2 separate regions of the Pan troglodytes genome follow, and region 1 is linked to region 2. A link is a contact called in public Hi-C data. All regions are on one chromosome and are shown on one strand. Each heading gives the region's core, a stretch centred on a gene start, on an enhancer-like site or on the middle of the called end of the contact. The rest is flanking DNA. Distances are from core to core; before and after follow the strand shown. Region 1 holds the start of HIVEP2 (HIVEP zinc finger 2). Region 2 holds the start of VTA1 (vesicle trafficking 1).

Region 1 (2,805 bases), core at 1-2,500, 800 kb before region 2:
TACTTGCCTTTGCTTAGTTTCTGGGAGCTTGGGCAGCTGCTGTTGTGTTTGTTGAAGGGAAATTGGATTCTTAAAGAAACTGCTTAATCTTCTCTATTAAGCAATTAAATAAAACGCTCTCTGGGAGTATGTAGCAGGTGGGTTTGAAAGTGAAAAAAATTTCAAAAATCACATTTTGTGTGTTAAATGGATGTTTAAAATGCAACTGCATACATTTAAAAGAAAATGATGATTGGGACAGTTTTTTAAATTAAAGGCTTCAAGTTAAGTTTAAAAAGGCTGGATATTAAAGAACCTATACAATGAAAGAAGAAGTTGCTTAAGTGGAAGTAGGCCCTGAATTTTAATGAGATCAACCTAAGAGAAGGACAAAGTGAAACTTAGGCCAAATTGTTCAGATTTTTCTCCTCTGAGAAAAAAATCGGTTAAAAAATGTATCACCGCTTTATTTTGCAGAGTTGCCCTTCACGGCACCGTCGCCATTGCATAGGGACCTCAAAAATACACTGATTGTGGGTCAGAATGAAAAACAAAACAAAACAAAACAAAAACGAAACCAGCAGCGCTATTCTCGCAGGCATTAAGGGGCTGCCCTTCCTTTGTAATGCACTCATTTTTAATGAAAAGAGAAGGGGATATTTTATATGTCCTGACATTTGGTCCCTTTCCGCGAAATTTGAAACTGGAGACACAAAACATTCCGCAGTTGCTGGTGAAATACCTGCTTTAAAAGCAGAACCACAGTTATTGTCTTTGGCCCGGAATTCCAGAGACTCATTTCCACCCCTCCCACGGAGTCACCTGCTCAGGGGGAACCCCGGCCAGAAAACCGGGTCGCGCCAGGTCAAATCTTGCGCGTCTCTTGTTTACTCCGCCCCGGGCAGGGCGGCGGCGCGGCCAGGGGGTGGGGAGGACCGCTGGGGCCCGCGGCGTCCTGGGCGCTCGGCTGGGCTCCGCAGGGTGCGGGGGCTGGGGCGCCCGCGAGGTGCTGCGCGCGGTCCCCGCTTGGCGGGGAGACCACCCGGAGGAGGCGCTCCGGGACCCGGCCCCCCTCCCCAGCAGTCACTCGTCGCGCTCGGGCACCGTGGCACCCTAGGAACCTCCCCCGAGGGTGCACACCAGTCCACACAGGCAGGGTAACGGCCCGAGGGAGCCCCGGTGTCACCCGGTTGTCGCCCGGCCGGGGAGGAAGCCCAGAGCTTCGGCTCCCACTCGCCTGGGATTCCCCCGCCCCCCGGCCCCGCTCTCCCAGGGTTGGTTGTGATTTCAACTCCGGTCCCTTCCGTGGAGAGGGAAGCGCACAGGCTGAAGGTGGCAGCTCGCCCCGAGGTTCCAGCGCGGCCCACCAGGAAACCGGCAGCTGCTCTTCGCGCCGCTGCCCACACCTATTTGAATCCCCTGGCGAGGGCGGGCCGCGGTCCCCGAACTGGGGGCGCCGGGGGCACCCTGGTGAGTGACCTCAGGGAAGGTAATCCGGGCGTTTCGAGCACGTGAATAGTTCGCGCGCCCGCAGGGGCACGGAAAGTGCTAGTAAAACACTACAAAGCTCCAGAAACCCAGCCAGGAGCCACAGTCTGATTTTGCTTTTCTTGACCGATAACATAATTGTGAGTAGAGGCAGGGGGCGAGGAGAGGCCAGGGATCCGGAGTACTGGTTCCAAATCTAAGGGCACTACTAATTATACAATTCCGTTCGTCAGGAAGGCAGACAACGATTCTCTGGGAAATGGGGAAGGGGTGGGGACGGAGGAGGTTTCCACATCCTTAAAGGAAATTCTCAGGCTCCTAGAGATGCCCAAGTTTTTTTGCATGACAAGTAGAGACCGGCTCTCCGGGGAGTTCCCCGCTCCGACCGAGCGAGTGCGCGGCCGCGATCTCCCCGCCCGCAGCGGCAGCCGTGGGGCCCGGCCCTGCCCTCCCGACTGCCTCCCTCCCCCGTCGCCCCGCGCGCCGCACATCCCTCTCTCGCTCACTGGCTCCAGACTGGTTTTTCTGGTTCAGCCTCCCTCCCTGGGACGCGCTGGGGGATCCGATGACGTCGCTGGCTGAGTCTCTCCCTCTTCCTCCCTCCCTCCCTCCGCCTCTCCCCCCGTCCGCCCTCGCCGCGCACTCCTCCTAGTAACTTCTGTTCGGGGAGGCGCTGCCAGGAATAACCCGGTGCGTCCACAGCCCGGGAGGGGAGGCGGCCGCTGCGGCTCCCGCACGCAGACAGCTGCGGCCCGGGCCTCGCGGCTCCCGCCTGAGCCCGGCGGCCCCTGCCCCGGGCCCATCTCCATACAGTGTCAGAAAAATAAATAAAGGCAAGAGGAGCCTGGGCTGGCGGTCGGGATCTCTTCCCTCCCTCCGCGCCCGCCCTCCCTCTGTCCTTAAGGAAATGCTACCAGACACCCCCCACCAGACACGCTCAGCCTTGGCGAGGAGCGGCCGCCGCTGCAGCGAGAACAAGGGCACCAGGGGGGTTTCCTCCCCCTCCTCCTCTCCCTCCTCCTCTCCGTCCTCCTTCTCCTCCTCCTCAGCGGTGACTTTCCAGGTGAGCGGCCGCCGCGGCTGCGAGGATCCCCCTCGCCCGCTGGGGCTCGGGCCGCCGCGTCGCGCCCTCCTCCCTCCCCTGTCACCCGGCGGCGGCCGGGAGCTGACAGCCGCCCGAGGGGCTCGCGGCCCGGAGGCGGGCGGCCGGCGGGAGGCGGGCTGGAGGTGAGGGGGTGGAGAGGAGGAGAGCGGGGCGCCGCCGAGCGCCGTCGTTCCCCGCAGGAGGGTCTCCGCACAAACATCTTCGGTGACTGTGGCACAAGTCTTTGCCAAGTT
Region 2 (3,048 bases), core at 35-2,534:
ATGCACAGAGAATAATCAATTTGCTGCCCACAGAAGAGGTGACATTTGGGTTAGATCTTGAATCATGAGTTTGCCAAGTGCAAGAAAAAGGTGCACATTCCAAGAGAGTGGAACATGGTAGGTCTGAAAAGGCCTTGCACATTTGAGAAACAGGGTACATTTGGAGTATGGCAGAGATAACAGTGACCAGATTTTAGCTAACCTTACAATATACACAACAATGGACGCATTATATCCAACTTCTCAACTCTAAATATCCTTTTCAGAATTATAATTGTCCAGTTACTTGTTTTATTTGCAGTAAAGAGTACAGAATACAAAATAAAGTTAACACAGAATTACTGGTACTCCCTTTACTCACTACAAGTTTGAGCAGAGTTAACCTATATTTTTTTAAATCAAACTGTAAATTCAACGTATAACACTCAAAGTGAAAATACTGCTTTCAAAGGTCTCAACAGCGGGTATTATTCAAAGAAGTCAAAACTAAAAATTCTGCATGGTAGGAGAGAGCAGCTGGGTGGGGAAAGGTCAAATTCAAGTGCTTATTTAGTAGCAGATACTCCCCATTTAACCAAATGAGTTTCTGATTGGGCTTGCATGCTGTCATAAATAATATTCACTTATTACTATGTTTTCAACTAGTCTATCGTCCTTTTATCCACATCACTCCTTCTTTCGGACACTCACCTTCGTTTTAAACCTAATTCAATTTATTTTCAGGATTCCTATTTGAGACAAGAGGCTCTTGTGTGTACACACACAGAGAAAACCTTGGAAGATTATATTCCACAGTTCAAGAGCCTGTGTAGTCAGTACTGGAGCATTTAAGCACAAGATAGGAGAAGCAGTGGACACCACGGTGTTTTGGGATTCCTACTGCCAGAGGGTGGGAACCCAGGGAGTTCCCTGGGTAGGCTCGAGGTCAAAGCTCAGGTTTAAAGCGAGGGGGGCGGGGCATGCCCCAAGAACCTCAGGGAGGTGTGTGGGCCCTAAAATGCAACTGGGAAAGAAGGGGCGCGGCCACTCGGAAAGACTCACAGTAATAAGCCACCACAGGGTCTCGCTTGTCATGCTCCTGAGCCGTCCTCAGATGATGCTGTATGCTCTTGAACTGTGCGGGGAGCGGGGGCAGCGGTGCAAGCGCGGCCATCTCTACTCCGAACTCACCACTTCCTACTCGCGCGCCACCGGCACTTCCGCTTCCGTCTGGGCGGTAGCGCGCACGAGCGTTCGGAGCAAATGCTGCCCACTCTTCCGTTGCTCAGCGACGTCAAGTCAACTACGGATCCCCAGCTGGGACAACCTCAGGGTGCTTGGCTCTCGGCGGTTAGAACCCACAGAAGACCCGAGCATTTTGGCGCTTATGCCGCGCATGGCGCTAGCGCTCTCTGCTGGTAGGAGGAAGGGTTTTTGTTTTGTTTTGCTTTTTTGTTTGGTTTGTTGTTTGTGGCAAAAGGAAGGATAGAAAAGGAAAAACAAGAAAATAATGTATGTTGACTGGGAGAAAGTATAAAGGCGAGAATTGCCTTTGGCGTCATTCAGGAATTACCACTTCCAGTTAATATGCCACATTAATATTCCATATAGCAGTGTCCTTTAGAAGCCTTTTTGATTTTAGAAACTTTAATTTCAATACTTGCATGAGAGAGAAATAATGTGTTTAAATTGTAAATTAAATTTTTCTATGTTGACATACTGGATAAAATAATCAGATTTCGCGCCAAATTAAGCTAAACATATGAAGCTTAAAGAAGATTGAACTTTTGTTCTCAGCTGGCTAGTACGTATTTTAGTGAATGAATAATCTGTAGATCACCTTTTTTTTTCTGGAGAGTGATTAACAATTTGTAAAGTATTTTCATATTTATTATCTTGTCTTAATGTAAGATAGGGTGTTTGGGACGTTTTCAACGCTGGTAACTCTTAACCATTGTGCAGTAGGCATCACTTTTCCTTCTACCCTCAATGACTTCAATTCTCTTCCTCTCCTCTCCATCCCATACTTACATCTTTCAGGACTGTACACTTTATTTACTTCCTCCAATAACCTTCTTTATTTTATCTCAGTCCTCAGTTTTGACAATTCGTCTTAAAACTAGTTTTCACTGAAATCACACTATCCCCAAGAGCCAAAATCTCCAGCTCGGAAATTCCCCTCTGCCTACTATTTTCTGATCACTCTCTCACCCCCAGAAGAAACCGCTCCATGTCCTCATATTATCCCACTCCACATACGTTGTCTAGACCTATTTGCAAAGTCCATCATCTTATTCTGGGTCGGGCTTTTTTACTCAGCCTGAAACTCAGTTCTGTCTTCTTCCCCAATCTCAGCGGCATATTTCCTACCACTGGAGAATGTATGGTTTCTTTCTCTTTCTCTTACTCCCACTATTTGGACTTTCCAGTCAAAAGTTGCTAGATTGGTAGAGAAATCAATGAAGAAAAGCAGAGTTGGATAACCATAACTGTTTTCTTTCTATACTCACAACTTTTCATTTATTTGTTTCCTATTACTTCTTGATTCTCAACTGCAGCTGCCCTTAAAGATCAACTTTAAAGCCCACTCCAGGCATTCTCACTTAATTGTTCTAGGTGGGATCCTAAATGTCAGTATCTTTAAAAGGTCCTCATGTAATTTTAATGTTACGTCTAGGGTTAAGGACCAGTGCTGTAGTCCACAGATGGTGTTTCAAACTTCTCTCGCTCTATTCAAGCTAGGCACTCAGCCCCAATTTCCTTGGTCTACAACAGCATTTCCTGCTACTGAGATTAAGGCCACCACCAGATATGAATTATTTTGCCTTGCCTCTACCACAACTTAAAGTAATAATAACTAGCTAGCAGCATTTGCTGAGCATCAACTATGTATCATGCATGTTTCTAGGGTCTTTATATTAATTTATTTAATTTGCACCACAACCCTATGAGGAACATATCATTATTATTTTACAGATGAGAAAAATAAGACACATAGAATCTAGATAACTTGCACTAGGTCACAGCCAGGAAGGATGAGTATTCCACATTAAAATCTAGGTATTTTGG

The links. Hi-C and Micro-C count contacts between places; a contact is called where the count stands out from the background.
Region 1: a contact with region 2 is called in a Hi-C map of stem cell-derived neural progenitor cells, with 10 times the contacts expected there. The contact joins the promoter of HIVEP2 here to the promoter of VTA1 in region 2. A contact is called at or near these places in 1 of 7 Hi-C or Micro-C datasets (stem cell-derived neural progenitor cells) and 1 of 1 datasets of contacts at active chromatin or transcription factors (stem cell-derived excitatory neurons).

The regions. Positions count from the first base shown.
Region 1 is chr5:154,798,362-154,801,166 of NHGRI_mPanTro3-v2.0_pri, reverse strand. HIVEP2 (HIVEP zinc finger 2) reads left to right here and starts at 1,250. Exons shown (of 10, transcript XM_063813513.1): 1 at 1,250-1,449.
Region 2 is chr5:153,997,893-154,000,940 of NHGRI_mPanTro3-v2.0_pri, reverse strand. VTA1 (vesicle trafficking 1) reads right to left here and starts at 1,284. Exons shown (of 8, transcript XM_518771.7): 1 at 1,042-1,284. The coding sequence starts at 1,153. NMBR (neuromedin B receptor) reads left to right here and starts at 1,136. Exons shown (of 3, transcript XM_016956393.4): 1 at 1,136-1,397. The coding sequence starts at 1,243.